Regions from separate parts of the Mus musculus genome. Here regions 1, 2, 4, 5, 6 and 7 are each linked to region 3. A link is a contact called in public HiCAR-type, HiChIP or PLAC-seq and promoter capture Hi-C data. All regions are on one chromosome and are shown on one strand. The core of a region is the stretch at or near the end of the contact, and the rest is flanking DNA. Distances in the headings are between cores, read along the strand shown.

The links. Promoter capture Hi-C pulls out the DNA fragments that hold promoters and counts their contacts. HiCAR-type assays count read pairs that join an accessible place to other places. HiChIP or PLAC-seq counts read pairs in DNA pulled down with a chosen protein or histone mark.
Region 1: a contact with region 3 is called in a promoter capture Hi-C map of embryonic stem cells, with 2.8 times the contacts expected there. The contact joins the enhancer-like site here to the promoter of Myt1l in region 3. A contact is called at or near these places in 5 of 39 promoter capture datasets (the C10 cell line, cranial neural crest, embryonic stem cells and 2 more), 3 of 484 Hi-C or Micro-C datasets (cerebral cortex and cortical neurons) and 7 of 115 datasets of contacts at active chromatin or transcription factors (VIP interneurons, differentiating embryonic stem cells, embryonic basal ganglia and 4 more).
Region 2: a contact with region 3 is called in a promoter capture Hi-C map of hippocampal neurons, with 6 times the contacts expected there. The contact joins the enhancer-like site here to the promoter of Myt1l in region 3. A contact is called at or near these places in 4 of 39 promoter capture datasets (the C10 cell line, cranial neural crest, hippocampal neurons and 1 more), 1 of 484 Hi-C or Micro-C datasets (nephron progenitors) and 8 of 115 datasets of contacts at active chromatin or transcription factors (SST interneurons, embryonic basal ganglia, embryonic forebrain and 5 more).
Region 4: a contact with region 3 is called in an H3K4me3 HiChIP or PLAC-seq map of embryonic forebrain, with 5 times the contacts expected there. The contact joins the enhancer-like site here to the promoter of Myt1l in region 3. A contact is called at or near these places in 5 of 39 promoter capture datasets (the 3T3-L1 cell line, the C10 cell line, cranial neural crest and 2 more) and 7 of 115 datasets of contacts at active chromatin or transcription factors (VIP interneurons, embryonic basal ganglia, embryonic forebrain and 4 more).
Region 5: an H3K4me3 HiChIP or PLAC-seq map of embryonic forebrain shows a contact between it and region 3, with 9 times the contacts expected there. The contact joins the enhancer-like site here to the promoter of Myt1l in region 3. A contact is called at or near these places in 4 of 39 promoter capture datasets (cranial neural crest, frontonasal cranial neural crest, hippocampal neurons and 1 more), 4 of 484 Hi-C or Micro-C datasets (cerebral cortex and cortical neurons) and 9 of 115 datasets of contacts at active chromatin or transcription factors (SST interneurons, VIP interneurons, differentiating embryonic stem cells and 6 more).
Region 6: a HiCAR-type map of astrocytes shows a contact between it and region 3, with 4 times the contacts expected there. The contact joins the promoter of Rps7 here to the promoter of Myt1l in region 3. A contact is called at or near these places in 8 of 39 promoter capture datasets (cranial neural crest, embryonic stem cells, hippocampal neurons and 2 more), 8 of 115 datasets of contacts at active chromatin or transcription factors (astrocytes, embryonic basal ganglia, embryonic forebrain and 5 more) and 1 of 9 other capture datasets (embryonic stem cells).
Region 7: an H3K4me3 HiChIP or PLAC-seq map of forebrain shows a contact between it and region 3, with 7 times the contacts expected there. The contact joins the promoter of Adi1 here to the promoter of Myt1l in region 3. A contact is called at or near these places in 3 of 39 promoter capture datasets (hippocampal neurons, liver and stem cell-derived epiblast-like cells) and 7 of 115 datasets of contacts at active chromatin or transcription factors (embryonic basal ganglia, embryonic forebrain, embryonic hindbrain and 4 more).

What each region holds. Positions count from the first base shown.
Region 1 is chr12:28,795,368-28,799,078 of GRCm38.p6, reverse strand. The region is part of intron 3 of Eipr1 (EARP complex and GARP complex interacting protein 1); the gene reads right to left. Among named protein-coding and RNA genes, the nearest start is that of Gm46345, 30 kb to the right of the region's middle. Within about 2 kb of position 1,843, at least 18 of the 459 cell types and tissues checked have an H3K27ac peak or open chromatin away from gene starts, as enhancers often do. A contact at or near this core is called in embryonic stem cells, where this site is marked.
Region 2 is chr12:28,847,121-28,851,311 of GRCm38.p6, reverse strand. Eipr1 (EARP complex and GARP complex interacting protein 1) reads right to left here. Exons shown (of 9, transcript NM_201357.3): 5 at 3,656-3,755. Among named protein-coding and RNA genes, the nearest start is that of Gm31508, 61 kb to the left of the region's middle. Within about 2 kb of position 1,916, at least 8 of the 459 cell types and tissues checked have an H3K27ac peak or open chromatin away from gene starts, as enhancers often do.
Region 3 is chr12:29,526,706-29,530,490 of GRCm38.p6, reverse strand. Myt1l (myelin transcription factor 1-like) reads right to left here and starts at 2,107. Exons shown (of 25, transcript NM_001093775.1): 1 at 1,695-2,107. It overlaps Gm20208 (a long non-coding RNA gene), which reads left to right. Exons shown (of 4, transcript XR_381405.4): 2 at 2,251-2,425; 3 at 2,668-3,019; 4 at 3,357-3,533.
Region 4 is chr12:28,815,882-28,819,730 of GRCm38.p6, reverse strand. The region is part of intron 3 of Eipr1 (EARP complex and GARP complex interacting protein 1); the gene reads right to left. Among named protein-coding and RNA genes, the nearest start is that of Gm46345, 51 kb to the right of the region's middle. Within about 2 kb of position 2,135, at least 117 of the 459 cell types and tissues checked have an H3K27ac peak or open chromatin away from gene starts, as enhancers often do. A contact at or near this core is called in VIP interneurons, embryonic basal ganglia, embryonic forebrain and 2 more, where this site is marked.
Region 5 is chr12:28,773,349-28,777,672 of GRCm38.p6, reverse strand. The region is part of intron 3 of Eipr1 (EARP complex and GARP complex interacting protein 1); the gene reads right to left. It overlaps Gm46345, which reads right to left. Exons shown (of 2, transcript XM_017315316.2): 2 at 562-4,324. The coding sequence ends at 3,909. Among named protein-coding and RNA genes, the nearest start is that of Gm46345, 8.6 kb to the right of the region's middle. Within about 2 kb of position 2,317, at least 14 of the 459 cell types and tissues checked have an H3K27ac peak or open chromatin away from gene starts, as enhancers often do. A contact at or near this core is called in cerebral cortex, cortical neurons and embryonic forebrain, where this site is marked.
Region 6 is chr12:28,634,281-28,637,989 of GRCm38.p6, reverse strand. It overlaps Rps7 (ribosomal protein S7), which reads left to right and starts at 2,037. Exons shown (of 7, transcript NM_011300.3): 1 at 2,037-2,134; 2 at 2,327-2,410; 3 at 2,503-2,574; 4 at 3,638-3,709. The coding sequence starts at 2,336.
Region 7 is chr12:28,672,681-28,676,635 of GRCm38.p6, reverse strand. It overlaps Adi1 (acireductone dioxygenase 1), which reads right to left and starts at 1,429. Exons shown (of 4, transcript NM_134052.2): 1 at 1,264-1,429. The coding sequence starts at 1,383.

The sequences.
Region 1 (3,711 bases), core at 594-3,093, 730 kb after region 3:
AGGTATTTAGCTCATTTACATTTCCAATGCTATACCAAAAGTCCCCCATACCCACCCCCCACACTCCCCTACCCACCCACTCCCCCTTTTTGGCCCTGGCGTTCCCCTGTACTGGGGCATATAAAGTTTGCAAGTCCAATGGGCCTCTCTTTCAAGTGATGGCCTATTAGGCCATCTTTTGATACATATGCAGCTAGAGACAAGAGCTCCGGATACTGGTTAGTTTATATTGTCACAACCATTTATTTGTAACTCTAGTCCCAAAGGCTCTGACATCCTCTTCTGACCTCCAAGGCCACCAGTCAAGCATGTAGTATACATGTATACATACAGACAAAACACTCTGAAAGAACCTAGTGAGGAAACCCCCACTCAATTCCCGATTCGGCGTGCACCCAAGAATCATGAACAGACGACCATCTTGATGTAAAAACACGAGGTAGTTTAATGGCGGAGCTCCGGGTCGAAGAAACGTATCTCACGCAGGAGACAGTGGTTTTGACTGTTTAATGGCAGAGCTCCAGGTCGAAACGTATCTCACACAGGAGACAGAGGCTTGGAAGCTAGGGGTTTTTATAGAAAAGGGGCGGGGACTGGGGGAGGAATTGGTGCGGTTTCACATGATTGGTCCATTTAAATATCAGCAGGGAGGAATTGGCAGGATTTCATATGATTGGTTCATTTAAACATCAGCAGCCTGTTTAACATTTAACTCAGGTCAGAAGGGCAGGAGACAGGGAGGCGCCGGGCCAGTCCAGCAAGTCATTCTCTTTATCTTTATGGCCAAGCAGCCTCAGGAAACAATGGGCCTGCCCAGGCATGTCCTTGCCTGTTCTGCTACATTCTCAGCCCCAGGTTTCAAAGCTCACAAACAACTCTTTGGGCTATTTGACATAAATTACATGAATCACAGGTCTCAAGTTTTTATTTTCTTTCAACTCCTACACATATAATAATAATAAAATTTAGCCAAGCAGTGGTGGCACACACCTTTAATCCTAGTACCCAGGATGCAGAGGCAGGGAATCTCTGAGGACATCCTAGCCTACAGAGCTAGTTCTAAGATAGCCAAAGTTACATTTTAAAAAAAGTCAAATTCATAGAAAAGCCAAAAGTGGTTTTGAGAAGGTTAGACTGATTCCATGACAGACTTCAAATTGTCAGTTAAGGAGAACTGGACAAGCCCAGGCAAGTCAATTACTAACAGAAAAGAACCCCAGGCTCCAGCCTTCATGCCTGATAATGGCTCCGGAATGTCTAGAGATAGAGTAAGATAAAGCTCACCTACCCCAGAATTCCAATGTGCTTCTTAAATTGAGCCTGCAAGCTCACTTAGCTGTCCCTCTATCTTGGTCATGGGAGACCCCAGCATGCTGGACTTGGGCAGAATAAAACATTCTTTGCATTTACATACGATCTGAGCCCAAGGTATCATTCTTCAGAGAATCATGGACAGTTTTAAATGCCTGTCTTCATGTACACATTGTGTGAATGTTGTTAAGAGCTTCCAAGTACCTCCAGCTATCAGGGTCTACACTTCAGAAAGCTATAGGATATAGCCCAGAAGATGCAGGACACACACCACCAGAGCTGGCTTCCTATGAGGGCACTGCCTGAACAGACAGAAAACCAGGGGGTGGTCACACTGTGTTTAATGATGCTATAGTCTGTATCCAGGGGATGTCTTTTTTTATCTCAAGCACCTGGGCATTTTCCTGAGCAAACATAAAGGCAGTTCTCTGGAGGGTGGGGCATCTTTTAGTCAGAGACTCCAACAGTACATAAACCAGTGACTGCCAGACATTGTACCCAGGTTCATAAAGTTGTCCTAGAGTACCTCAGGGTTCTGGGCCTGTGGTGGTTTGAATAAGAATGGCCCCCTTAGGCTCCTACATTTGAATGCTTAGTAAACAGGGAGCAGAACTCTCTGAAAGGAGCTGTGGCTTTATTGGAAACAAGTCACTGGGAATGTCCTTTGAGGTTTCAAAGACCCATGCCAGGCCTTGGCTGGCTGGCTGGCTGGCTGGCATGTTTTCTCTCTCTCTCTCTCTCTCAATCTCTCTCTCTCTCTCTCCCTCCCTCCCTTCCTCTCTCTCTCTTTCTCTCTCTCTCTGCTTAAAGATCTTGAAGTAGCCATCTCAGCTCCTCCAGCACTTGCCTGCATGCTGCCATGCTTCCCACCATGATGATAATAAAATAACTCTCTGAAACTGTAAGCCAGCCCCCAATTGAATGCTTTCTATTATACAAATTGCCTTGGGGGAAACAAAATAGATTCTGTGGGTGGTCTGGGGGCAGGTGCAGATGGGAACAGGAGGAATCGGGTGGGGGAATGAGAAAGAGACAGGGAGAGGGAGAGAGCTGAAAGAGACAACTGAATTGGCAAACATTTGGGGGCAATGTAGAATCCTGGTACAGTAGTAATTCCCTGGAATCTACGAGAGTTACCCCAGTAAACTCTCCTAGTAATGGGGGATATGGAGCCCAAACTCTCCACCTTCTAGAACCAGGTAAGGCTCCCAGCAGTATGCCTGGGACATCAATTCAGCCACAAAACCTTTGACCTATGATCTGTTCTGCCTGTAAAATGTGCTGAAGTAATTAAGGATAGTGCAGAACTTGTGGGAATGGCCAAACAATGACTGGTCCAACTCAAGACCCATGCCACGACACTTGTCCATGCCTGACGACACTACCTAGATGGCCAGGAGTCAGAATCAGGACAACCCAGAGACCCAAGATAGAACCAAACATGACTGGCAAACAAACAAACAAACAAAATTATTCTTCATGATATTCTGCTATATTAATAGATTAGTGCCTAGCCTAATTGTCATCAGAAAGGTGTCATGATGTACCAGCATCATGAGATCAGATACAGAATCAAAAAGCCAAACACTAGGCAGAGCCAGGGGAACCCCATAGAAGAAGGGAAGGATTGTAGGAGTCATAGGGAGTAGAGAAAAACATGCCCACAGACTCAACTAAGCAGGGCTCATATAGGTTAACAAGGACCCTGTATGGGTCTGAGCTAGGTCCTCTGCATATACTTTATGGTTATGTAGTTTGGGTGTTTAGGGCAGTTTGAATATGCTTAGCCCAAGGAGTGGCATGAGTAGGAGGTGTGGCCTTGTTAGAATAGGTGTGGCATTGTTGGAACAAGTCGGTTACTTTGGGGTGGGCTTTAAGACCCTCCTCCTAGTTGCCTGGAAGAGAATAGTCTTCTCTTGACTGCCTTCAGATCAAGATATAGAACTCTCATGTCTGCCAGCACCATGCCTGTCTGGATGCTGCCATGCTTCCCACCATGGGGATCATGGACTAAACCTCAGAACCTGTAAGACAGCCCTCACTAAATGTTGTTCTTTATAATAAAAGTTACCCTGGTCATGGTGTCTCTTCACAGCAATCAAACCCAGACTAAAACACTGTCCTTGTGGGAGTTCAAATATGGGAGTAAGGGCTGTCTCAGACTGTTTTGTCTGCACTTAGGACCCCTTCTACCTGAGTAACCAAGCCCATGATATGAGGGTTTGTGCCCAGTCTTATTGTATCTTGTTATGCCCTGTTCAGTGGATATCCCTAGGAAAGCTCCGTCTGCCCCCAACAGAGTAGAAGTTGATTTGGGGGAGAGGGAAGGTGGGAGCAGGGATGGGGAGGAGTGAAGGGAGGGGAAACTGCAGTCAGGATGAACTATATGAGAGAAGAATG
Region 2 (4,191 bases), core at 667-3,166, 680 kb after region 3:
ACATGGAGAGCAATGCCTGCCATCTTCACTGTGAAGCCAACCACTACTCATTCTGCCTGCTTGCTTTCTTCCTCCCATTCTCTCTGGAACTGGCTAAGGAAAGACTCATACACAGCATTCATCTACATGGGTGTGGATGTCCAAGTCTCCAAACGTAAGGCTGGAAGGGAAGACACCCAAGGAGGAATCTACTAATAGAAGGCACCGTAGGCACTCTTTCCTCGACTCTTTCTGTTCTGTAAAGCAAAACTGTAGCTGCTGTAAGACATATAAGGCAAGAGGCTGGCCAGAGGGGCCTTGGCCTTGGGATATTCCCAGGCTTTCTTTAAGCCTTGCTTGTCTCAGATGTAAAGCCAGAGATATCACAGCAGTAAATACCAACAGAAAAGACCCAGAAATGCCGTGTAGAAGCCTGTATACCCCTATCAAATGTGCACATAAGTCAGGAAACTTTGACAGTAGCCACTCCAGTTCCATCTCAGGAGAAAAGCTCTGAATGGAAACAGGAGCTCTCATACTCACCTGCATGTTAGGAGGCCCCATTATCCCTCTGGGTAGAGTCCAAGATGTGAGACCTTAAATAAATATAGCCTCAAATGGCTCACAGACCTCAATATAGAAACCCAGGCACCTAGGAAGGTCAGGATGAGAAAGCCTTCAGAATCCAGGGTTCCTCGGGTTCTCAGGCTTGAACTCCAAGAGGAACAGCACTGGGTACAAGTATCGACAGGGATATAAGACGACATGGGGACCTTACACGCATTGACAACGCAAGAGAATCTGAGCTGAACACCACACATCAGGTCTCAATTCTGTGATATTCTGGAAAAAAACAAAGCTGAGGATATAGGGACAAGGCAAGAAGAACACAAAGAGAACAGAGAGAACAAGCTGAGCACTGGGCCTTGAGGGCAGTGGAGACCCTGCAGGAGTCCCACCACTGTGCATCTGTCTAGACCACAGGGTCCAACTCAAAGGCAAGCCTTGTGCACTGTGGAATTTGGGGATGCGATGCAACATGCATGGCCAACACCAGGAAGTGCTGCCTGGGTTGCTGCTGAGGGAGCTGGGATATCACCTATCTTGTCTCTGCGGTTCTGGAGATGAAATTCAGGGCCTGCTAGCAGGTGCTCTACCAGAGTTAGAGCTCTGCCCTTTTAACTTATTATTTTGAAACACAGTCTTACTAAGTTGTCCTTTCTGACCCTATACACTCTCTATAATCAAGAAAGCCTTAAAATTACAATTCTCCTGCCTAAGCACCCTGATTAGCTAGATTATAGGCCTGTGCCACAGAAAGTCTTTTTTTTTTTTCTTTTTTAAATGAAAATTTCTTGAGGGAGAAGGTACAGGGTGGTGGGATAGCAGGGTGTTAGGAAGAGAAATAACAAAAATAATTTTTTTCAAAAATGTAATAAATGCTAAACACTAATATGTATGCTAATTAAAAATGAGTTGGGTGCATAGGGAGGTGGGGGAGAACCTAGGATTGGGGGAGGGGATAAATATGATTAAATATGTATAAAATTCTCAGTGAATAAATAAAAACATTAAAAAAGAAATCAAGAAGAATATCAAACATGTGCTTTGTACAATCCCGTACTAAAAAGATGAACAGACAGGCAGGTGGCACGCCAGGATAAATACTTCCGAACTACATCCAGCTCTGGGAAAGGGAAGCTAACCGTGAAAGAAACGATTCCTGTGAACACTGATGGTGAACTTCAGGCCGGACTGCATCTCTAAACCATGCTTCGCTCCTTCACAGGCACAACCGTGTGTAAGAGCCATCACTCTGAGGAAGTCCTGTGTGGACACAGCGGAGGCGGCACCAGGCTCTCTGCTTTCCACATGACAGAACCACTGATGTCCACAGAGCTGAAGGCAGCAGGACGTGGAGCTGAGCGAGCAGATGGAAGCAGGGAGGCCGCCCAACCCTTCATCGGGGTCCACATACCCCACAGACCCTCACACTCCAGGCCTCCCCAGGGTTCAGCTAATGATTATAAATGGCAAAGGATCTCCAATTTAATTGCAGAAGGTAATGATGCAGTGAGCATAAGATTAAATTTACCACAGAAGGCAATATCCTCAAACAATAGAAGAAGAGACGCCAGTATGGGGAGGCTGCAATCGATGGGAAGGTTTCTGTATTAAATACCGTCGCACTGGGTCACAAAGGGGTATTGACAGAACTGCTGACAGCAGATAAAAAAGGGGGAGAGAAAACTAAATTGGTCTCTGCAGAAAATAAGTTACAGATTAATCACCCCGACATGAAATGCTTTAGCGATGACTTGGGGTGTGAAGATGTGTTTACCATCTGACCACAGCTCAGGACATCAAAGGGCAAGTGGAGCCTTCTCAACTCCAGAGTGTGGTCCTTGGGCCTCTGCTGGGCACACCCCCTCTAGTGCTTGGGGAGGCTGAGCTAGGTCTTCCCCAGGGTCACAGCAAAGCCTGCTGGGGAGGAGTATCCTTCCTTCTGAAAATTGTGACAGCTGACACACAGCTAAAGAAGGAATTAGCGTGCTGGCCGACTGCAGCCCAGCGCCCAGCATGTCTCCTAAGGGCTGTGAGTGTGTTCCCAGTGTTGTCCACAGCTAGTCTGGGCACTGGCTCTCCTGGCTGACCTTTTACTGTGAACACCCCTGTGGGTTTGGGGTCGTCACACAGAATGAGGTGCTTTGTCTTCTGAACATGATTTGTTTCTCTTAAATACTATCCGTGCTCTAGGAAAACGGGCCAAGTCAAACTTCAGACAGCGGGGCCGGAGTTTTTAAGCACTGAAATGTCACATAGTATTCTAAGTGTAGCCTCTGCCTCATGTCACAACGATGCACCATCAGCCACGTTTTCTCTTTAACCTAGGGGCATTGGTGAAAGTGGAAGGCACCAAGACAGCAGAGAGCTCTGTTAAGTGTCATGGGAACAAACAAGCATAAGGCATGGCCACCTGAGGAACCCACATGCTGTGAAGGTGACCATGTGGCCCCTAGGGACATGACATCATAATGTTTCATTGCAGGGCTCCAGAGTTTTCTTCTTTTTTGTTTTGTTTGTTTTTCGAGACAGGGTTTCTCTGTGTAGTCCTGGCTGTCCTAGAACTCACTCTGCAGACCAGGCTGGCCTCGAACTCAGAAATCCCCCTGCCTCAGCCTCAAGTGTTGGGATTAAAGGCGTGCGCCACCACGCCCGGCTTCAGAGTATTCTTCTTTCTTCTTTGACAACACATGCTATCAAATTATGAATGCCTGTGATACACATCTTAGGAAAGAAAGACTTAAGGAACCAACCATGAAGAAAACCACACAATACTTAACTCTACAGAATACTCAAAATGAGTATCTGGCAAGATAGCCAGCAATGTGGAATTAAGCTGACATAAGTGTCCCTCCTCAGAGTGTGATTTTCTTTTAAGAGAACACTCTGGAACCTGAAGCCATCCTCAGTGAGCCTCAGTATCACTCATGGTGCTTAACTTATACCCACAAGGCCTAGCATTCAGTTCTCGGCTTGATGCCTCTGTACCTGCATCATTCCCTATGTGATGATTTTGAAATTACCAATGTGAGCATCAGGAAGTGTATTCTGCATCCAGCCAAAAGCTGCAATTCCAAAGACAACCGGTGAGAGTTTCTCCCTTCTTACTCACCACAGCCTGGCTCGAGCTGGGCTGGAGGTCCCACAGCAGGATGTGGCTATCGGCCAGGGAAATGACCTTCTTCCCATCCCCCATCGGTTCCCACACGACACTAAAGAAAAACAAATGACAATGTTAATGTGACCAATGGGGACTGCCAAGACTATAGCCCACAGCTTTTACCCAGACTCCTCACACTGGTGCAAGCTCTTTCCTGGCCCAAAGCCTTTAGTGTTTATTAACAATGGCATCTAATAGCATATGTCATCAGAGACATTATGTGTCAAAGCTGTGACCTACCATGATAGATACAATTAAGGTTGGAGATCATGAGGTAGACTCTCTTGCTTGGGACCTAAGTCCCCATAAGAGGAGAGAGCAGAATTTGCAAGTCCCTGTCTCTATCCACCATGTGAGGACAGCAAGAAGGTAACCATATAAGTCACAAACAAAACAAACAACAAGTCTCACCAAGAATTAAATCAGCCAATACCTGAATGTTGGCCATCCTGCCTCACAAGCCACAAGAGCAATCCAGGATGACTGCA
Region 3 (3,785 bases), core at 858-3,357:
CAAATCCTGCTATAATCACATTAATGAGATTAATCAGTGAATTAGCGGCAGTCAAATGTCAGGGAGGCAAGGAGGAAGCCAACCAAGATGGGTGATTAACTTTGGGAGGGGGGAGGGGGGAAATCAACTGTGCTCTCTGTCCGAGGATTTGCAGAAGTTGACAGATCTGATTCACAAATCTGAAGGCTGAAGGTAGAAATCAAAAGGCGGCCACACAGCCCTTCAGAGCACACTGTGGCTCCAGCCACCACCCTGCTGGTAGTCCTCTGAGGGAAATCATTTCAGGAGTCTTCACAGACTGTCCACATTTTACAGTTTGAAGCTTTGAACTGTGTAACTAATATTTAATGTTAATTTATTTTCCCTACATTCAAGCTAAAAATATATTTTAAATGACTGATTAGGAGAAGGGGGCCGAAGCAAGAGTTTTTAAAAGTGTATCAACATACAAACACCCCTGCAGTGGTCTACCATAAACAAATATTACAATAAATAAAATGTAATAGTGAAGCATAACTTTAAGGAGAGTTTCAACCAAATGACTTACTATACTACACTGAAGCAATTCAATCATTTATGCTCCTTTGGGTCAATTGAGGAAGGAAAGACAATAAAGTTCTTTGAGGCGGATGCATGCTGCACACTTGTATTTAAAATGCACCATTAGTACTTTGGGTTCATAGTTTGGGGTAGACTAAAAGTTAATCTTATAATATTGTTTTCAAAAGGAATTTTGAATAAAATACTTCCATTTTTAGAGTAAACATGTCTATCTACATGTAAAATATACCTGACTTTCTCACTTCAAAAGCTGCATCTCTTTTATAAAGTTAAACAATTAGAAAGACTCTCTCATGCTTGTGAAAGTGTTATGGGAGCTTTTGTTTGTGGTGTTAGCAAAAAGTATAAACACTTGAACAAAAGAGTTGTTAAACAAATCACTTTATCCCAATTAAATTAACAACATCATGATTGATAGCATATATAGTTTCAAGATATAAGAAATTTGTCGTGATTAAATTAACGCTCTGGTCAAACTCTACTGTATATTTTGTATATTTCACACTCAGGTGAATATTTATATTATTTATTATTTATTCAGATCTACCTGGAAAGTAGAGTGTGAAGACTCAACTTTTTGCTTATGAGGTGATTTTTAAAAAACCATATTCTGCTAGAACTTAGGTGCTGTTTTGTTTTTATGAACTTCAAACATTGAGGTTATTGTTTAAAATCTTTATTTGAGTTTATCAGTTTTATAAACATCAACAAACTTTCTTTCTATAATTAGACCAAGACAACAGTGCCTCAGGAGTAGCTAACATTCCCACAGCCCTTGCTTAAAATCCCTCCTTGTTTGTAAAGTGAAGTTAGCCACTCTCAGGAAGTTACTTCAGCCCAAATCACCGACCTCCAGACATGCAGTAAGTTTTTCGGTTTTCTCATTTTTTTTTATTTCTTTTTATAAACAAAAATCATTGTTCAGGCATGCAATCTATTACCCATTTTTGCTCTAAAGACCAGCTTCTGAGGACTGAAGACCTGTACCTCAGGAACCTCTCAGCCACCAGCCACGCTATAAAAATAACTTTAAAAAGGAACGAACAATAGGTCTGCAGCAGAAGCCATGAGCTACAGCAAAAACAGATCCTGACCCCTGAGTCCAAAGAATTAACCTAACGAGCATCACGTACCTCACACCATGACCACACCGCTCACAAGTGACGGCAAGTTCAATTTTGGTAACTGTGCTGGCTCAAAACACACAGAAAGAAAGAGAAAACCCTTTCCCCCACAAGTGGGAGGCCGAGGAGGACCACGCATAGCACCGAGAGGCAGGGAAGGTTGCTTTTGTCTTCAGCAGCATTGATTTCATAACCCACAGTCCAGGGAATCAAAAAATTGAAATACACCCACCAACAATGGGTGAGAAACCAGGAGGCCTCCAAGAAGACTGCAGGGAGAAGCTTTCTCGCTCTGTTTTGTGTGCAGTAGCTTAGGGGGAAAATGTCGCGCGGGCAGGAATGACACATGCAGCAGGAGAGGCTAGCGGGCCTAAGAGATCTGCTTTACCTCCACAGCCAGCCCCTAATGCACGCAGCTCCACTCATCCTCTCCTAGGCTTTTTTTTTTTTCCACTTTTTTTTTTCACGAGCTCCAAATCCCCGGCATATGACCTTCTGTTAAATAGATAAAAAAAAAATTGCTTATCAGTCATGCAAATGAGGCTGAATTCATTTTCCACAACAGATGGCCTCATAGATAATGATGATGGAAGAGAGAAAATTGAATGTCTCTCACAAGGTGGCCATGGCAACCGAGAGCAGAATAATATCAATAATAAGCTCACTGCATAATAAGGTTGTCAGTCCTACAAATCAAAGTCTGCAGCTAAATCAGGTATACCACCCCAGCTAGTTACCAGGTATGTATGTGTATGTGTGTGTGTGTGTGTGTGTGTGTGTGTGTGTGTGTGTGTGTGTGTGTGTGTGTGTGTGTGTGTGCATCTATGTATACGCTGACCATGAGAATAACCAGCAGTCCAAGCCACTTAATGTCCAGGGGTGGGGTTGGGGGGGGGCGTAGTTGCTAGATAATGAAATGACGATCCTACAATTTGACAGTTTTTTCTTTTCTTTTCTCTTTCTTTCATTATATTTTCTGCAGTAGCAGATACGGTTTCATGAAGGACCGGCTAACTAGCCATATTGAACTGTGGAGTGAGCCTGTGGGTGAGCTCCCCTCCCGCTAGCCTCCTCCTCACTCTCCCCTCTGTGTGCCCTGCTGCATCCTGCCTAGATGCAAGAGCAGCTCACCCGCCGCCGGAGGCTTCCACCTTGGCTCCCAGGGGGACATCCTGCAAAATGAATCAGCAGCCATCCTGAGCAGGCTGATTAAAATGAAAATGGCAAGGCACATGTCTGGGCGGAACTGGAGCTCGGCTTTGTTGCCTGTCTGACAAGCACGCTCAATATAGCTCTTGCTAATAATGGCTTACTGCCTTTCGGTTTTTAAAAAGGTATCACCCTTTCCTCTTAACCGACTGCTACTCGCGTGTGTGTGTGTGTGTGTGCACGCGCGCGCGCGCGAGCGCGCGTGTGCTTCACATGTGTGTGCCACGGGGGTTGTGGGGGGACGGATTGCTCGATTCTAATTTTCCACTGCTCACATGCAGACAGCCCGCCTGACAACGCTGTTATTTTAAAACTGAACTTAGTTGTCTTTCTTCTGAGGAAAGTGATGGTTAAGTCTTGGATGTGATGTGGAGGTTGACAAAAACAGGGATTTCTAGCCCAAGCCTTAGCCACAGAGCTGGGGGGAGGGGGTCATCTAATGCTTGCCTCTTTGGCTCACAGCCCAAAGCTAGAAGCAGCCCAGGTGAAGCCTGCTCCTGCTTGAAGCTTTTCTACCAGACTGTCTCCATTCTCCGGATCTCATGCAGCATACAGTCTGAACATGGGAAAATAGAAGCCACTGAATGCTGCAGTTGGACAAAGTTTATTGCAAATAAATCTCATTTCTTTTCAAAAATTCCCAGGTGTAACTTGAAAATCCCTTTTTTATAAACCATATTTTTAAATATCTATATCAAAAATTTCAGGTTTTCTTTTTTAAGACATTGGGACATTAAATCATTTCATCTCTCTTCCTCAAAGAACACAAAACAAAACAACAACAAAAACCTCCATACACAAAACAAAAACAGCTTGATTTTTTTAAAAACTCATTTATACTGTGCATTTCCTATCCATTCTACTGCAAGTTAAGGGACCATTCAGTGACAT
Region 4 (3,849 bases), core at 886-3,385, 710 kb after region 3:
CACTCAATATTCAATTCTCTGTGTAAAATAAATAAATAAGTACACCCACTTCATATGTGGGGTTTTTTTCATCTTTTTTTTTGTTTGTTTTTGTTTTTTGTTTTGTTTTGTTTTGTTTTTCGAGACAGGGTTTCTCTGTGTAGCCCTGGCTGTCCTGGAACTCACTTTATAGACCAGGCTGGCCTCAAACTCAGAAATCCGCCTGCCTCTGCCTCCCAAGTGCTGGGATTAAAGGCATGCGCCACCATGACCAGCTGGTTTTTTTCATTTTTAATATATTAAATTGTACATACACCAAAGAATTGTTTTAAAAGCAATTTCTTTATGAATGTGAAACGCTTGATATGTGAAACTATTTCATATACCTAAGGTAGCATACATATTTCTTAGGCAAAAAGGGGGGCTAAAGTGGAAAGGTACAGCAACCTTTCCCCCAGATGGATGTGAACAGCGAGCCAGTTAGCAGAGACACAGCTGGAAGGTGAATTCCTAGGGCTAGAGGACAACACTGTGTCTGACCAGGTTCTTTGTGCAGTGGACACAGCAAACCTTATTAGACACTTTCCAAATGTTGCAATTCAGCATTTCTCACTCCCAACACCAAACTGCCAGCCCTGAAACAGTACACAGGAGCAACACCGTACAGACTGAGCAGGGAGTATTTAGTATGTATGAATATGCATGCAACAATAAGAATAAAAAAGGACATATCTGAAAGAGAGCAAGGAGGGGGTGTGCGGAATAACCACTGGAGGGAGGAAAGGGAAAGAAAGAAATGCTGTGATTATATTATAAACTCAAAATTAAAGGAGAAGTGTTGGGAAGCAATACGTTTCTCTAAAAATTAGTAAGAAAAAAGCAAAAATGACTGTCAAGTATATGTAAATTTATTTTGAAAAATTATAACTTCTGTTTCAAAGCTTATACTGAAATTTTAATGGGTTCAAGAATGTCCAAAATTACTCACAGAAAGATGTTAACACACAAACATACCAGGGAGACAAGAAAGCTGCAGGTGTCTCACTCCAGCAGCAGCTGCCCGCACCATGGCCCTGGAGATAAAACCACAGCTTAATGAGAACTGTGGTGCCAGTCCCAGGAACCAGTGGGCACGACAGGAAACTGCATCCTCAGAAGCAGGTGAAATTTAAGGTAAACAGAGCTAAGCAGGGAATACAGGAGGGATGCCACAGAGACACACAAATTGGTTCTGAAACTCTGAGGATTTCCATAGCTGCATGCATCTCAGCAGAGCAGTCAGTGCACATCCAGTGGATATCAAAGAAGCAGAGGTACTTTCAAGGAGGAAAGCCCACCTTCAGAAGCAATGGGCTCTAATAAGCAAGGAGGCATTGATTGGGCTTTTATCTCTGTTGTAACACATGCCTGAAATAAGGTCCTATGATGTAACCACCTGGGCAAGAGTAATACTACCATGTCTAGGAGCTTGCAGAGGGCATTAGGCACAGACGCTGTATAAAACAAAGCCTTGACATGGCACAAGAGATAAGGTCTGTGTGCAAACGAGACAGCATCCCAGGCACAGCCTCTGGACAGAAGCAGGCCACCACAAGGAAACAGGATCTGCATTAAAACCAAGCTAGGGCACTAGGCCTTGGCCCTATATAAAGCTAAGCTTGGGAGCCAGGCACAGCCTCTGTATTCAAGCATATCATAGCACTGGTGCACACAGCAACTCTGTCATGTTGATACAGAGCCAGAGAGCCACAGGATAGCTAAGCTAGAAAATTCAACTGTCACTCAATAACCTGACCTCTCTATTTTAGCAATGAGGAAACTGAGGCTAGATGCAGGTAACCGACTCTTCCAAGTTCACAAGGTTCGTTATATTCCCGGCATCAGGAATAAAATAGAGACTCTTGCCTCAGAAAAGTCCACTGCTTTAAAAGAGAAAATACTAAGTTATGTCTTTAAGACCAATTTGATGCTTCTATTTTTTATATGAAACACAAGAGCTAAAAGCACTTAATGAGATAAAAAGATAATCAGGGCAAAATGAATAGAAGAGGCATACTTGAGGCGCCAACTGTATCCATGGAGTGTGCTGCGTGCTGTAAGGGATTAGAGTCAAAAGGCTTAGAGGAATTCAAAGGAGATTAGAGCCTTTGTGGGCTGAATAGCAGCTGCAGCCAGCTTGCTAAAGGGCTAACAATGCCCTGGCTGGGGACGTGGTGTGATCCCCAGCTGGAGGAGGAGGAGGCTTCCACGGCTGCTGCATAATGAGCGGATTCAGAGTCTAAGGGCTATTTTTAGAGACTCCAGCCACCTCAGCATCTGCTGCAGACCAGGCAGGTGAGTGAGATGAAATCCGGTCGAGGCAATCACCTGACACAGGCACAGCTCTTGCTGTACATTGAGTGCCCTGGCACCTGAGATTAAAAATACATTCTCCAGTGGCCTCCACAGTGCTTCAGAGATGTGGTCACATGCAGAATGCACAATAAGTATGAGGGACGCACAGACTGACGCTAGAGAGGGGACAGGGCTGTAGGTATCCCGGCATGACACCAGGTCTGTCCCTCTCCAGGAAGACGTAACAGGGCACAGACATCTCTCAAGTTTCTGTGCAGGTGACAGGTGCACAAGTTCCTGCTCACAGTGCAAAGACTGGTTGGGAAGTGAGTGTGACAGAGAAAGGGTACTGTCAGCAGTTCTACCCAGCAGCTCTGCTGCACTCGAGCACCACACGATTCACTGCAGGTGCCAGCAGAGCACTGTCCTAAGTGGTCAGGGAACAGCCATGGCCTTTTGCTCCATTCTTCACCTGAGACAAGTCACATACCAAGCCCTCAGTCTTAGGAGGACCCCAGTTCTCTCAGAGAAAAGAAGTAGCTAGACCTGTAAGCAATGCCTCTAGGACCACGGACTCTGCCCATTCCTACAGACTTGAGCACAGAGTACACATAAGTCTGTGCTCAAGTGGGACTGCAGGGCTCTGTCTCAAATCCAGCTCACAGAGGCTTAGTCCAACCTGCACTTACTTCCCTGATTCCTGAGTGTGTATCAAAAAAGATGGCCCAGTCAACAGCAAGGCCAATCCTTTCTCCCTGGCAGCATCCCATCTTTGGTATGCAGGAGAGCCAGTCATCTGAAGGGGGACAGGAAAGTCCCAAGAAGTTTAGCTTAGAAAAATGCCAGTCAAAGGCACCAGACACTCCATCATGGGTGGCACAGAGCAAGGCCCCCATAACTCATGAGCTGGCTGCTGCCTTCTTTCCCAGCCCCAGGGCAGAATCTGTTGGCCTGAGCACAAAGCCTTTAGAGAAAGATGCAAATAGCCAGGTTCTCCAGCAGGGTGTGCAGTCCAGGTGTGCCACAGCTACACAAAAGAAAGCAAGATTTAATATTGAGATTGATGCAGCCCTTAATTTTCACCAGAGCAGTTTGAAAGGGTCCTCAGAGCCACCTATTACCTAGCAGGGTCAGGTACACACACATGTCCTGCTACAGACTATATCAATCCTTGGGTTCTCCACAAAAGCTGGCCAGAGGCTGAGAGAGTGAGTACTAGTCAAGTCTGGCCTATTCTGTATGTCCATAAGTTAAGATTGGTCAAAAGGGCAGGAGAAAGAATGTGGGACCATGTGGCCTTCAAGCCTCAAGTATTGACTCTTTGGCCTTTCCAGCTGCTGTATCCACATCCTGTTACCAACTTCCAGTTTCAGGCAGTAACCTTGCTAGCACCCTCTGTTCTGTACACACTGCAGAGGGCTTACTGCTCTTAAGAGAGACACCGAATGGAGACTGTAGGGAGAAAGGCTAGAACAATGTGGGCCTTTAAGTGGGTCTCTATCCTAGGCCTCTCTGTACCCTCTGCTTTGGTCTACT
Region 5 (4,324 bases), core at 1,068-3,567, 750 kb after region 3:
AGGCATTGAACGAAGACCAAAGTGTGGACACTTTACCCTTTCTTAGAATTGGGAACAAAACACCCATGGAAGGAGTTACAGAGACAAAATTTGGAGCTGTGACGAAAGGATGGACCATCTAGTGATTGCCATATCCAGCGATCCATCCCATAATCAGCTTCCAAACGCTGACACCATTGCATACACTAGCAAGATTTTGCTGAAAGGACCCAGATATAGCTGTCTCTTGTGAGACTATGCCGGGGCCTAGCAAACACAGAAGTGGATGCTTACAGTCGGCTATCGGATGGATCACACGGCCCCCAATGGAGGAGCTAGAGAAATTACCCAAGGAGCTTAAAGGGAACTGCAACCCTATAGGTGGAACAACAATATGAACTAACCAGTACCCTGGAGCTCTTGTCTCTAGCTGCATATGTATCAAAAGATGGCCTAGTCGGCCATCACTGGAAAGAGAGGCCCATTGGACTTGCAAACTTTATATGCCCCAGTACAGGGGAATGCCAGGGCCAAAAAGAGGGAGTGGGTGGGTAGGGGAGTGGGGGGGTGGGTATGGGAGACTTTTGGGATAGCATTGGAAATGTAAACGAGGAAAATACCTAATAAAAAAATTTTTTAAAAAAAGCAGGCATTAACTAGGTAACCCATAATTTGTTATCAGATAAAGTACTTGTCTTCATGTCTGACACCGAAGCACTGAAAAGTATCACTGTGTCCTTGTTGCCACCACCATTTTCATTGACATTGCGAGGCTCCTTGTGTGTAAAACAAGAATAATGGAAATAAGGAAAGTCATGTGACTTGTCCTGCTTACCCTCTGAGCTTCTCATAGCCGCTTCAGTCAGGCCACTCTGCAGTCTTCCGCCCTCACCAGACAATGCTGTCCACTCTAGGTGGGGCCACAGAGCCATTTAGACAGGCCTTTAGCATCACTACTTTCGGTCCACATACATCAAGAGACTTGGAAATGAGCTAGAGATAGGGAATTCATTTCTTTATGCTATGTTTATCACTAACTATTGATTAAAACAGGCAGCATTGAAATTTTAAAGAGAATAAAATTTAGGCTATTCATACCCAAAAGGAGGCCTCATCCAATTAACATAATGACTGTTTGCCAAGATCACAACCACAGGGACCTGGGGGAGTTGACGTGGGGTGGATATCTCATCTCTCACCACAACAAGTGGTGTCAATGAATCAATATATACAAACTCCAAACCAAAAGAAGTCTACGAAAAGTACCATCCAATGTCCATGCAGGGACACACTTAACTCTCCATCCCCTCAGTTCCTCCCAGGGCAGTCATCTTCAGCACACAGCTCTTCCAGAGAAGGCAGCTCAACCAATGTGACATTTGCTTATCCCAGAAAGACTAAGACTCATTAGATAAGGAAATGAAATTCATGCTAATTCAGTCAGGAATAAGCTGCACATTAAGAGTTGCTCAAAGTCTTCATCACCTAGTGATGTCACCACACAACACATAACTCATGTGAGTACTGGTGTTTCATGCCACATACAACGACACACTCCAGTGAAAATTAACTGTTTCTGGTTTATGTATTTACCACACTAATTTTTCATCTTCTTACCAAAGAAACACACATAGTGTTAAACAGACTACCGTGTCAGTGGGCAGCAGCGTTTTGATTGCACCACATCTTGGGCTAGATTTAGCCTTAAGTTTTTCTGTATTTGGCGCTAACAGAAGCAGGCTCTATGTCGTCCTCATGCCCTGTAGCCTGATGCCTGTGAGGCCACACCACCTAGGGTATGTAAGCACTCTCTGTGATGCTATGACGAGATCACCCGGCCACACAGTTCTCAGAATGTGCCTGCGCTGTTGAGTAACATGCTGCATTTAGGTTTAAACTTAAATATAACATGCTTCCTTTCAGAGCATACTGTAGTGTGAAAACTAGGATGGAATTGCAGACAAGGTCTGGCAGTGCTGAGACACTCACATTCAACATCTGAGGAAGGCAGGGGTTCTAAAAAGAAGCTGCCACCAACAGACTAATAGGGAGGGTGCCTGGGAGCCCCAGCACGGGAAGAGCCCCAAGGGTCTCCAGAGTGACAGGTCCTCAGCAGTAAGCTCTTGATTCTTCTCTCTTTTTCAAAGAACTCTTTCTTGGCCCAAGATCATGAGAAAAGCTAGCCCTGCCGTTTCCAAGTATATATTACCTTAAAACAAAGTTGTTATTCAGTCTTAATATCTGCTCAGCAAGCACGAAGGGAAGTAAGCAACGACAGAAGCCAGCACGCTTCAGAGATATGCAGCAGGGCCCCACGTGCAGCCAGGCATCCTCTGCTCCCACATTTAATTAGCATCCCCTCGACAGTGATCCTCATGGACTCTAATTGTTCTCCCTACCTCTCCCGGGTGCCATTCTCAAAGGACTCTTGATCATTTCATCTCAGAATTCTGGTTTTATAGAGAGAAGCCTTAAGATACTCTCTACCCAGGAAACCCTTCTTCTCTTAGCTCATTTTCACCAAGCAATCATTTAAATTGAAAAACATAATTCTTTTCTAACGTGGCACAGAGATAAAGGGGAAATGGTGGCTTTTAACAGGAGGTTGTACCTTGACCCGTGGATGTGGCCATTACTGTAATCAGAGCACTCAGGGTACTGGGACCAGCAGGGTATTGTGGATCACCTGCCTCAGCAACTCCAGGCTACAGATAAACTGAGCCAGAGAGACTCAAGCAGGAGAGCCCCTGGGATGTCCCTCCATGCTCCTCTGAAGAAGCTACATGCTCAACAGCAGGAGACACAGATGCAACAAGCATGGCTTAACTTCCCTCCCCAGCACTGCAGGAGGCCGCATTTCATGGATCCACGCATAAAGCTCAAGTGATAGCAGTTGCTCTGAAAAAACCATTTCACAGCCTCTAACCCACAGAGTGGGCAGTTACCTTTACCTCATGAGAAGACACAGCATTCAAATCACACCATTGCTGCTGGTCACATCTGTCTGTCCCTCTGGACCACATGCTCTGGAACCCTGTATTGGGGCTGTGTGTCCTCTCTCTGTCCTAGACACTACAGCTACACCTTCCTCACAGACCTGTCACAGGGCTCAATAATCCTTTCATTGCTTAAAATCAATACGGTTGACACTAGAAAAAGATATACCAGATCTACCCTATGGATCTGGCCCCTACGCTACAGCTGCCCTAAGAGTTCTGTGCTGCCTTTTAGAAGCTCCTGCTGACATTGCAGAAAGGCTTCATGAATAAGGTGTGCACATGGAGATCTAGAGGGTGAAGGCATACCACATTCCAGGTTCTGGCCAGACCACCTACCATATTCTAGCCATCCCAAGTACTAACGGCCCCTAGTACTGAGGAACCATCTATGAATTCCTGTGGTTTAGGAGTCAGGAATTAAATTCTCTACAGATCTGTGCCAACCCCATGAATGTACCCTGGCCACAAGAAGGGAGATGGCAGGAGTCAATCCAAGTCTGAGACACGTCTTGCATGCAAAGTCTGAGAGTCAGAGCACACTTCTACAAGGGTCAGAAGAGAAGGTTTCAGGAATGGCATGTGGCCATTCAGAGCAGCAGTAAAGATTGAGGCCACCAGAACACATAATGTGGGGACCCTGTGATGGGCCACAAGCAAGGACACAGTGTCAGGACAATGGTGCCCTCTACTGACTGTGAGATCACTGCTACATGGGTATCAGCAAGGATAGTATCAGCAAAAGCAGAACACACCACACACACTCACACACAGACGCTTATGTCAATGTATGGGTGCACATGTGTAAAAGAACACCATAAAACACATACTACACACAGTACACACATGGACAGTATGAACACACACAATACATGCTAAGTCGGAAAAATAAAAATGCTTTTAAAGCAGGATAGTTGGGTCTGGAGATATGGCTCAGCATGCCATAAGAGAGAGCACTTGCTGCTCTTCCAAAAGACTGGAGTTCAATTCCCACCTACCTTGGTAGCTCATAAGTGCATGTAACTCCAGTTCCAGAGGCTCTGGTGTCCTCTTCTGGTTTCTAAGGACACCCACACACATATGGCAGATATTCAGAGACACATGTACACATAAAGATAAACTAAATCTTAAATACATAAAACAGCAAAGTCTTTTCACTGGCATGTGTGCTTTCCTTCTCCTGTGAACTGTATGAAAACCTTGTGATGGACACGGACCTTGTGATGGACACAGACCTTGTGATGGACATGAACCTTGTGATGGACACGGACCTTGTGATGGACACAGACCTTGTGATGGACATGGACCTTGTGATGGACATGGACCTTGTGATGGACATGGACCTTGTG
Region 6 (3,709 bases), core at 788-3,287, 890 kb after region 3:
ATCTATCTCTGCTCCAGAATGTGGTGTAAGGGTGAAATGTACCTGGTGCCAAGTGACTGGGTCCTAACTGCTCCTTCATGTCCCAGGGTAGTACTATCATCCCTTTCTTTCTTTTTTTAAATTTTATTTTATTTTATTTTATTTTTTGGTTTTTCGAGACAGGGTTTCTCTGTATAGCCCTGGCTGTCCTGGAACTCACTACCAGGCTGGCTTCGAACTCTGAAATCTGCCTGCCTCTGCCTCCCAAGTGCTGGGACTAAAGGTGTGCGCCATCATGCCCAGCTCTATCATCCCTTTCAAAGGCTTTCCTAACTCCCTAAAGTGTACATCTGTCCTCCTTACACTTTCGCACATTTTTTTGTTATGCAAGCCATAACAAAATATTGTATATTTATTTTTTAAAAAAATTTATTTATTTAATATACGTAAATACACTGTAGTTGTTTTTAGACACACCAGAAGAGGGCATCTGATCTCATTGCGGATGGTTGTGAGCCACCATGTGGTTGCTGGGATTTGAACTCAGGACCTTCAGAAGAGCAGTCATCGCTCTCTGACCCACTGAGCCATCCCTCCAGTCCTGTATATTTCATCATGTATTTACATAATGTCTTTACCAAACTGTGTTTTCCGTGATGACAAGGATTCACTTGGTTTTAGTAACCAGCTTCTAGGCTAAAACAGGCTATTCAACTACATGTGAATCAGGTGTGCTTGTATTGCCTGTCTAGAGCAGAGCCTCACAGGGCACATGAAGTTAGGGTGACAGTCAGCAGTGGTGGGCATTTCTTCAGTAAACATTGCTTTGATGAGTTTGTTGTTTCCCATCCTCAGATCTTTCTGACTTACTGTTCCTAATCTGTCTGTCTGTCTCTTTTTTTCTGACAATGCCCTGACTAAAGGAAATTGCTCCACTATAGAGAGTGCTCTCCCAGGGCTGTCTTCATTCTTTTTTTTTTTTTTTTTCTCCCTTTTGGTTTTTCCAGACAAGGTTTCTCTATGTAGCCCTGGCTGTCCTGTAGACCAGGCTGGCCTCAAACTCAGAGATCTGTCTGCCTCTGCCTCTCCCTCTCGAGTGTTGAGATTAAAGGTTCATTCTGTTTTAGTGTTTCTCACTGACCTGGCTTCCTTGCTCTCCCCACCTTTTAGGGCTTAACTGTCCCTGTTTTGCAGGTAGCCCAGGCAGGCAGAAGCCTGGCCTTCTACAGCTAACCCCACCGTCAGCTTCCGTTATTGGTACTCTCTGAAAATGGATTTTTTTTTTTTTTTTTTTTTTTTGAGACAGGGTCTCTATTGCAGCTCTGGCACTCGCAGACCAAGCCTGCCTTCACAGTGATCCCCGCCTCTGAATCCTGAGAAAAGGCATGAGCCACCATATTTAGCATTCTCGGCAGATGTTCAACAGGGCAGCTTCATACTTGTGAAGACAGGGGTTCCTGGACATGTTCTAGAATCGTCTGCTGTACCAAGCAATATACGTAAAAACCAGGAATTAATGACTATTAATTAACACTACCTCACTAATTTGATTCCCTATAGGAAGAGCTGAACACAAGTCTGATTCCCGCCCCAACCCCGTACCTCATTTTTTGATACATGGTTTGTATACGTAGCCCTGTCTGTCCCAGAACTCTCTTTGTAGACCAGGCTGGCCCCAAACTCAAGAGATCCGCCTGCCTCTGCCTCCCGAGTGCTGGGATTACAGGCGTGCGCCACCACCATGCTGATTCCCTTTCATTGTGTTAGCAGGAAACGCGGAGAAAGCTGGGGACTAATGAAACATTTGAAACGTCCCATCTTCGTGGGGAAGGAAGCTGCTTTCTTTCTTTTTCCTAGGGCCGTCCGGCCGCCACCACTCTGCCCAGGTCTCCAACTAGGGGAGCGGAGAATTTTCACCAACGGAGCCGAACGCTGACGACTACCGGGAACAAGCGAAACCGGCACGCTCATCCTCCCGCATTAGTTCCCAGTAGGGAACTATTTTCCGGTACACTCTAGGCGGTCCAACTCTTTTCAGAAGAGCTTCCGGTTTCCACCCACCTACTTCCGCTGTCCCCACCTCTTTTCTTCCGCCACCCGGATATGAGCCGTTCTCGCGAGAGCCGTCCCTCTTTCTAAGCCGGCGATCCGTCAGGTAGGTTCGCGGGCCGCAATGTGGCCGCGGTTTTTCGCAGAGTTTGGGGGAACAGACTCTTGGGGGGCGTCCGGGGCGGCAGAGCCTGCTCCCCGGGGTGGGATGCAGCGGATTATCCGCCTTGCGCCCGTAGATGGCCCCGGCTTTGGCGGCCCGCGCCCCAGGTGACCGGTGGCACCTTCCTCCCCTCAGGGTGAAGCCATGTTCAGCTCGAGCGCCAAGATCGTGAAGCCCAATGGCGAGAAGCCGGACGAGTTCGAGTCTGGCATCTCTCAGGTGAGCTTGTCGCCCGGGTGCCCCCCGCGATCGCGCTTGACCTCAGGGTCCCCTGACCCCCGGCATGGCGCCCACGTTCTCTGTCTCCCCAGGCGCTGCTCGAGCTGGAGATGAACTCCGATCTCAAGGCGCAGCTGCGGGAACTCAACATCACCGCAGCCAAGGTGAGCGGGGACCCCGGAGTGCGCTCGCTCGCTGCCCACGGGTGGTTGACAGCCTCTATTCCCGGGGCAAGAGACGGGAGGGCAGCAGACAGGGACTTCCAGTGCAGGCCAGTCTCACGCTTAAGTCCGTGCTGCCTTCTGCACTTGATTGCTGGACTTTTTTTTTTTTTTTTTTCTTTCCCCACTGACATTAACCTTAACTTTTTGGAAGTGTTTAGACCCAGTACCACTCGGTTGAGGATCAGTGGGTGTTTCTGAGTTTGGCGTTTGACAGGTGTTTCGTTTTTGTAAGTTAGTATTTTGCTTCTGTTAATGTACATGCACCTTGCGTGTTCCTGAAACTTGAATTACAAATGCTTGTGAGTGCTGGGAACTGAACCTGGGTCCTGTGCCCTGAACTACCACTGCTCAGCCACCCAGGGAGAGTGTTAATTTTATTGAGTTTTTTGGTCAATTTCATAGTGTTGGAAAGTTTTGAATTTGGAGAAGAGCCTTACATCAGAGATACCCAGGCCATGGTGAATTTAAAGTTGACCTTTCTAGATGGTTCAATCATGTTGGGAGATCCTGAGGTGGCACATGGCCAGAGTCATGGTCTGATCAGACTCACCAGACAGAATCTCTTCTAACCTAGGCTGGTCTCCCGACTTGGATTGTAGTTGAGGCTAGCCTTGAACTCCGTCCTCCTGCCTCTACCTCTCCAGTGCTAGGATGATGGACATATGGACATAGCTCTCTGCTGGCCTTTTGGTGTCTCTTGTAGAGTCACCGGGATTGTGCGATGGAGGCTCCACCTTAGAACCTCAATATGAGCGTCATGGTTTAACTTGCGAACCCCTAGGCTATGTCCAAACCACAGGAGAATGTTTGAGGGGGGAGTTGTTTGCTGGTTGTGGCAGAGCATATTAATCTTAGCACTTGGGACTACAAGGACTACAAGGACTCTGCCTCAGAAGGGGGCGGGTCCTTGATTCAGGTGGTATTTGGCTGTGAGTGGTGCCATTTGAATGAGGAAGATGGAGGTTAAGGACTGAAAAATGACACAGACATTTTTTCCTCCCAGGAAATCGAAGTTGGTGGTGGTCGGAAAGCTATCATAATTTTTGTACCAGTTCCTCAGCTTAAATCTTTCCAG
Region 7 (3,955 bases), core at 180-2,679, 850 kb after region 3:
TGGAACAACACACCAACACACAGGCATCAATATATTTTATGTGTCTGTATGAGTGCTTGTATGTCTGGGCACCACTCTAGTGTCTGGTGTCCACAAAGGCCAGGAGAGAACATGAGACCCCCTGGAACTGGCTGAATGCGCCCCTTCCTAATGTGGAAACTTCACCCACAGGATGACGTAAGAGGTGGGCCTCCTGGCTCCCGGTGGGGTCACAGCTGCTCCTGATTGAGATGAGTGGCTCTACTGCCCTGAGGAGCTGTTTAAGGTTTCATAGAAGTCAGCTATGAGGGGGCCTTCACCAGACACCCAAAGCACCTAATCGGGTTCCAGTCTCTACTGGGCAGCCAGTTCCTGTTGTTTACAGATCTGGTGTAGATACAAAGTCCTGAGTGTGACTCCTAATCTAAGGTATCCGTGATGATCGAAGGAAGGGACGAAGGCAGTATTCCAAAAGCTCTTTCACTCCAACGTTGTAGTCATAAGGGGCCTTTCTGTCACCCTGCTCTGTCCCCTTTCCCTAGCAACTTCTGCCGTGGGAGCAAAGACTAACTCAACAGGAATGCCAGAGGCCTTGCTGACCCCAACCCCACAACCCTGAAGCCATGCTTGCTGATCCAGGACAAAATTGCATCACCAAGTCCGTCCCATGCAAAGCCTTGATTTCATATGTGCACAACCCAGATTCTTCTCCAATCACCTATTTCCCCCGCTTCCTATCCCAAAAATATCCTCCTATTACTTGCAGACATGGATTTGAGCGTCGTTCCCACCTTAACGTGGCCACCCGACCTGTGGACGCTGCTTCAGCTGTGAGCACAGCATGTGGTGAGCAGGCCTTCATGGTTTTTAAGGGGCATGACTCTGCAAAGGACTCATCAAACGTTCCTCAGGCATGGCTCCAAGGCCAGTTGGTTTGCACTTCATTTTGACCATACCAATGCACACAGGCTAGATCCAGTTACCCCTCCACTAACCCCAGATTCTCTGCGGCTTTCCTGTGTTTGAACTGCGTTACCCGTGACACTACCATGTGACTGGCAGCTGGCCGTGCGTTTGCAAACACTAGCTGTGAACGCGCGCGAGTACCAAGAGGAAAGCAGGCGCCACCAGCCCAAAGCCTTCTCTGCAGTTATGGAAATCTCTGGAAACGGCGGCCTTGCTGAGCTTGCGCAGCACCCTAGCCCCCATCCCCACCCCCACCCGGCCCACCCCGTCACGGCGTGCGCGTGCGCAGGCGCGTGGTGCTCCGGCCTGCACTCGTACCTTCCAATAGAGCACTCCGAGCGTGCGCAGCTGCTCCAGGCTCACGGGGCGGTCGGGCTGTGCGCGGTGGGGCTTCCGCGGGTCGGCGGTGGACTCGTCCATATACCAGGCCTGCACCATGGTGGCGGCGGCGGCTTCCACTAACTGGCTGGAAGGGGCGTTGCTTGAAGGAGCCCCAACGGTGGTGGGCGGGGTGTAGGGCGGAGTTGTCGGGAGGGCGTGACCGCTCAGGTAGAATTCAGGACCAGGAAAGGCGTCTCACCCTCTGGAGAAGGTGGTGGCATATCCACAGCCTCCTCGGCAGTTATGTGTCTACCCTGTTTTCCTTGCAAATGCTATGATAAAATATTCTTACAAAGGCAGCTTTCAGGCAGAAAGGGTTTACTTGGCTCACAGTTCCAGGTTAAATTCCATCATTCGGGGCAGCAGAATTGTCAGAAGAGGAACTTGAAGCAGCTAGTTCATAGCCAAGAGCAGAGAGAAATGAATGCATGTGTGTTCACTAGTGCTCGGACCCTTTCTATACTTTCTTTTTAAATTAATGCAATCTAGATAGTCCCCCATAGACAGGCCACAGGCCAACCTGATCTAGACCGTTTCTCATTACTACTCACCTCCTAGGTGATTCTAGCTATGTTAACATGACTGTTAAAATAAACCCGTCATGGTGCTGAAAAGATGGCTCGAGCAGTTAAGGGCATCTGTTGCTCTTTCAGAGAACCCAGATGCAATTCCCTGCAGCCACTTGGTAGTTCACAACCACCCATAACTCCAGTTCTGGGGGATCTGCTGCGCTCTTCTGAATTCTGTGGCTATGTTCACACGTGTTGCATATCCAAGGCAAAACGCTTCTAAATAAACCTAAAATAAGTAAATGAAACTAACCTCCATGCTATCCGAAGGTGCAGCACAGATTAAAGATGGGTGTTTCTTCAAAATCTGATTAAGAAAGTCCCATGGGGGGGGGGGGGGCTGGAGAGATGGCTCAGTGGTTAAGAGCACTGACTGCTCTTCTGAAGGTCCTGAGTTCAATTCCCAGCAACCACATGATGGCTCACAACCATCCATAACGAGATCTGGCGCCCTCTTCTGGGGTGTCTGAAGACAGCTACAGTATACTTACATATAATAAGTAAATAAATCTTAAAAAAAAAAAGAAAGAAAGAAAGAAAAAAGAAAGTTCCATTGGTGGGACTTAGACCTCATAATATGATGCTAATTCGTTAACTGCAAACGGCAAGGGTGTTATAAAGAGTAAGAACAACAAATGGCTGTCATCTCAGGGTTGGGTAACAGGACCACACAAGATTTTAACAAATAGGGAGGTTTGTGGAATAGTGGCCCTTGGTGGGATAGCCATCTTTGATAGAAAAAAATTACCGTAGTTTAAAAGTATGACAACTGAGGACCAGATAGCTTTAAAGAATTTTTTGTGCTTGTCAGTGGTGGCGCACACCTTTAATCCCAGCACTTGGGAGCCAGAGGCAGGCAGATTTCTGAGTTTGAAGCCAGCCTGGTCTACAGAGTGAGTTCCAGGACAGCCAGAGCTACACAGAGAAACCCTGTCTCAAAAAACCAAAATTCAAAAACCAAAAAAAAAAAAAAAAGAAAAGAAAAAGTCCACAGCAAGTGCTAAGGCAGGGGTTTGAACTCAGGAAGCCTCACCTAAAATTCTGCTTAAAAAGCTGCTAAAATACAGAGCAAGAAGCAAAACCTTTGTTCAGCTGTAGAAATAAGAGTCTTGAGTCAGGAAGGCTGCCTGCCCCTTGCCTGCTTCTGGCTAGAGCAACACAGCGGGATCCCCGAGCACTGTGTGTTGGCTTCTGTCTTATGCAGAGATCAACTGGGATGAGAGAGGGCAGCAGGTTCATGCCAAGAGCATCATACTTTAGAAAAGTAAGTCGGTCAAGATGCCCCAAGGAATTGGGGGTGGGGGGCTCCGCATTTGCCAGCACCAGTTCAAGGAGAATCATGGAAAACAGCCCTCCTCCATCTCCCGCAGCATCCTGCCCATGAGAGTTCTCCTTTGAAGGAGACTCCTCTGAACTTGAACTGTTTCTTCCAGAATAGCCAGCAGCAGCCCAGAATCATGTTTCATGACCAGAATTTATTGCCCCAGTTAAGAACTGAGAGAGAACAGTTGAGATGTTTTGAAAGACAGCTAGTCTCCATCATTGCAAACCAGTCTGGGCTGGTCCCCCGCTAGGCTTTGAAAGAATGTGAGGGTAGTGCGTAGGTTCCTGTATAAAAGTCATTCTTGTGGTTGCTGTTGTTTTTCGTCAGGGTTTCATTATGTAGCCCTGGCCAGCTCGGAACCTTCAGACCAAGCTGGCTTCACACTCACTTGTATCTGCCTCTCTAGTGCTGGGATTAAAAGTGTGCGCCACTGTACCCAACCCCATAGCGGTGATCTAAAGATAAAGGCTAGTCTTAGGTTTGAGCATAGGGATGCATGCATGTGACTCTAGCTCTTGAGAAATTGTGGCAGGAGGATTAAGAGTTTAAGGCCAGGCTGGGCTAATAAGCAAGATTCAGTCTTAAACAGCAGCAGGAGTAACAAAAACATGCTGCCAATACTGCATTTAAAAAAAAAAATGAAGAGAAAAAACCCTACAAAACTTTTGTTTTGTCTTGCTTTTTGTTTTTCTGTGGAATAGCCCTGGCTGTCCTGGACTCGATTTCTTGATGTGCA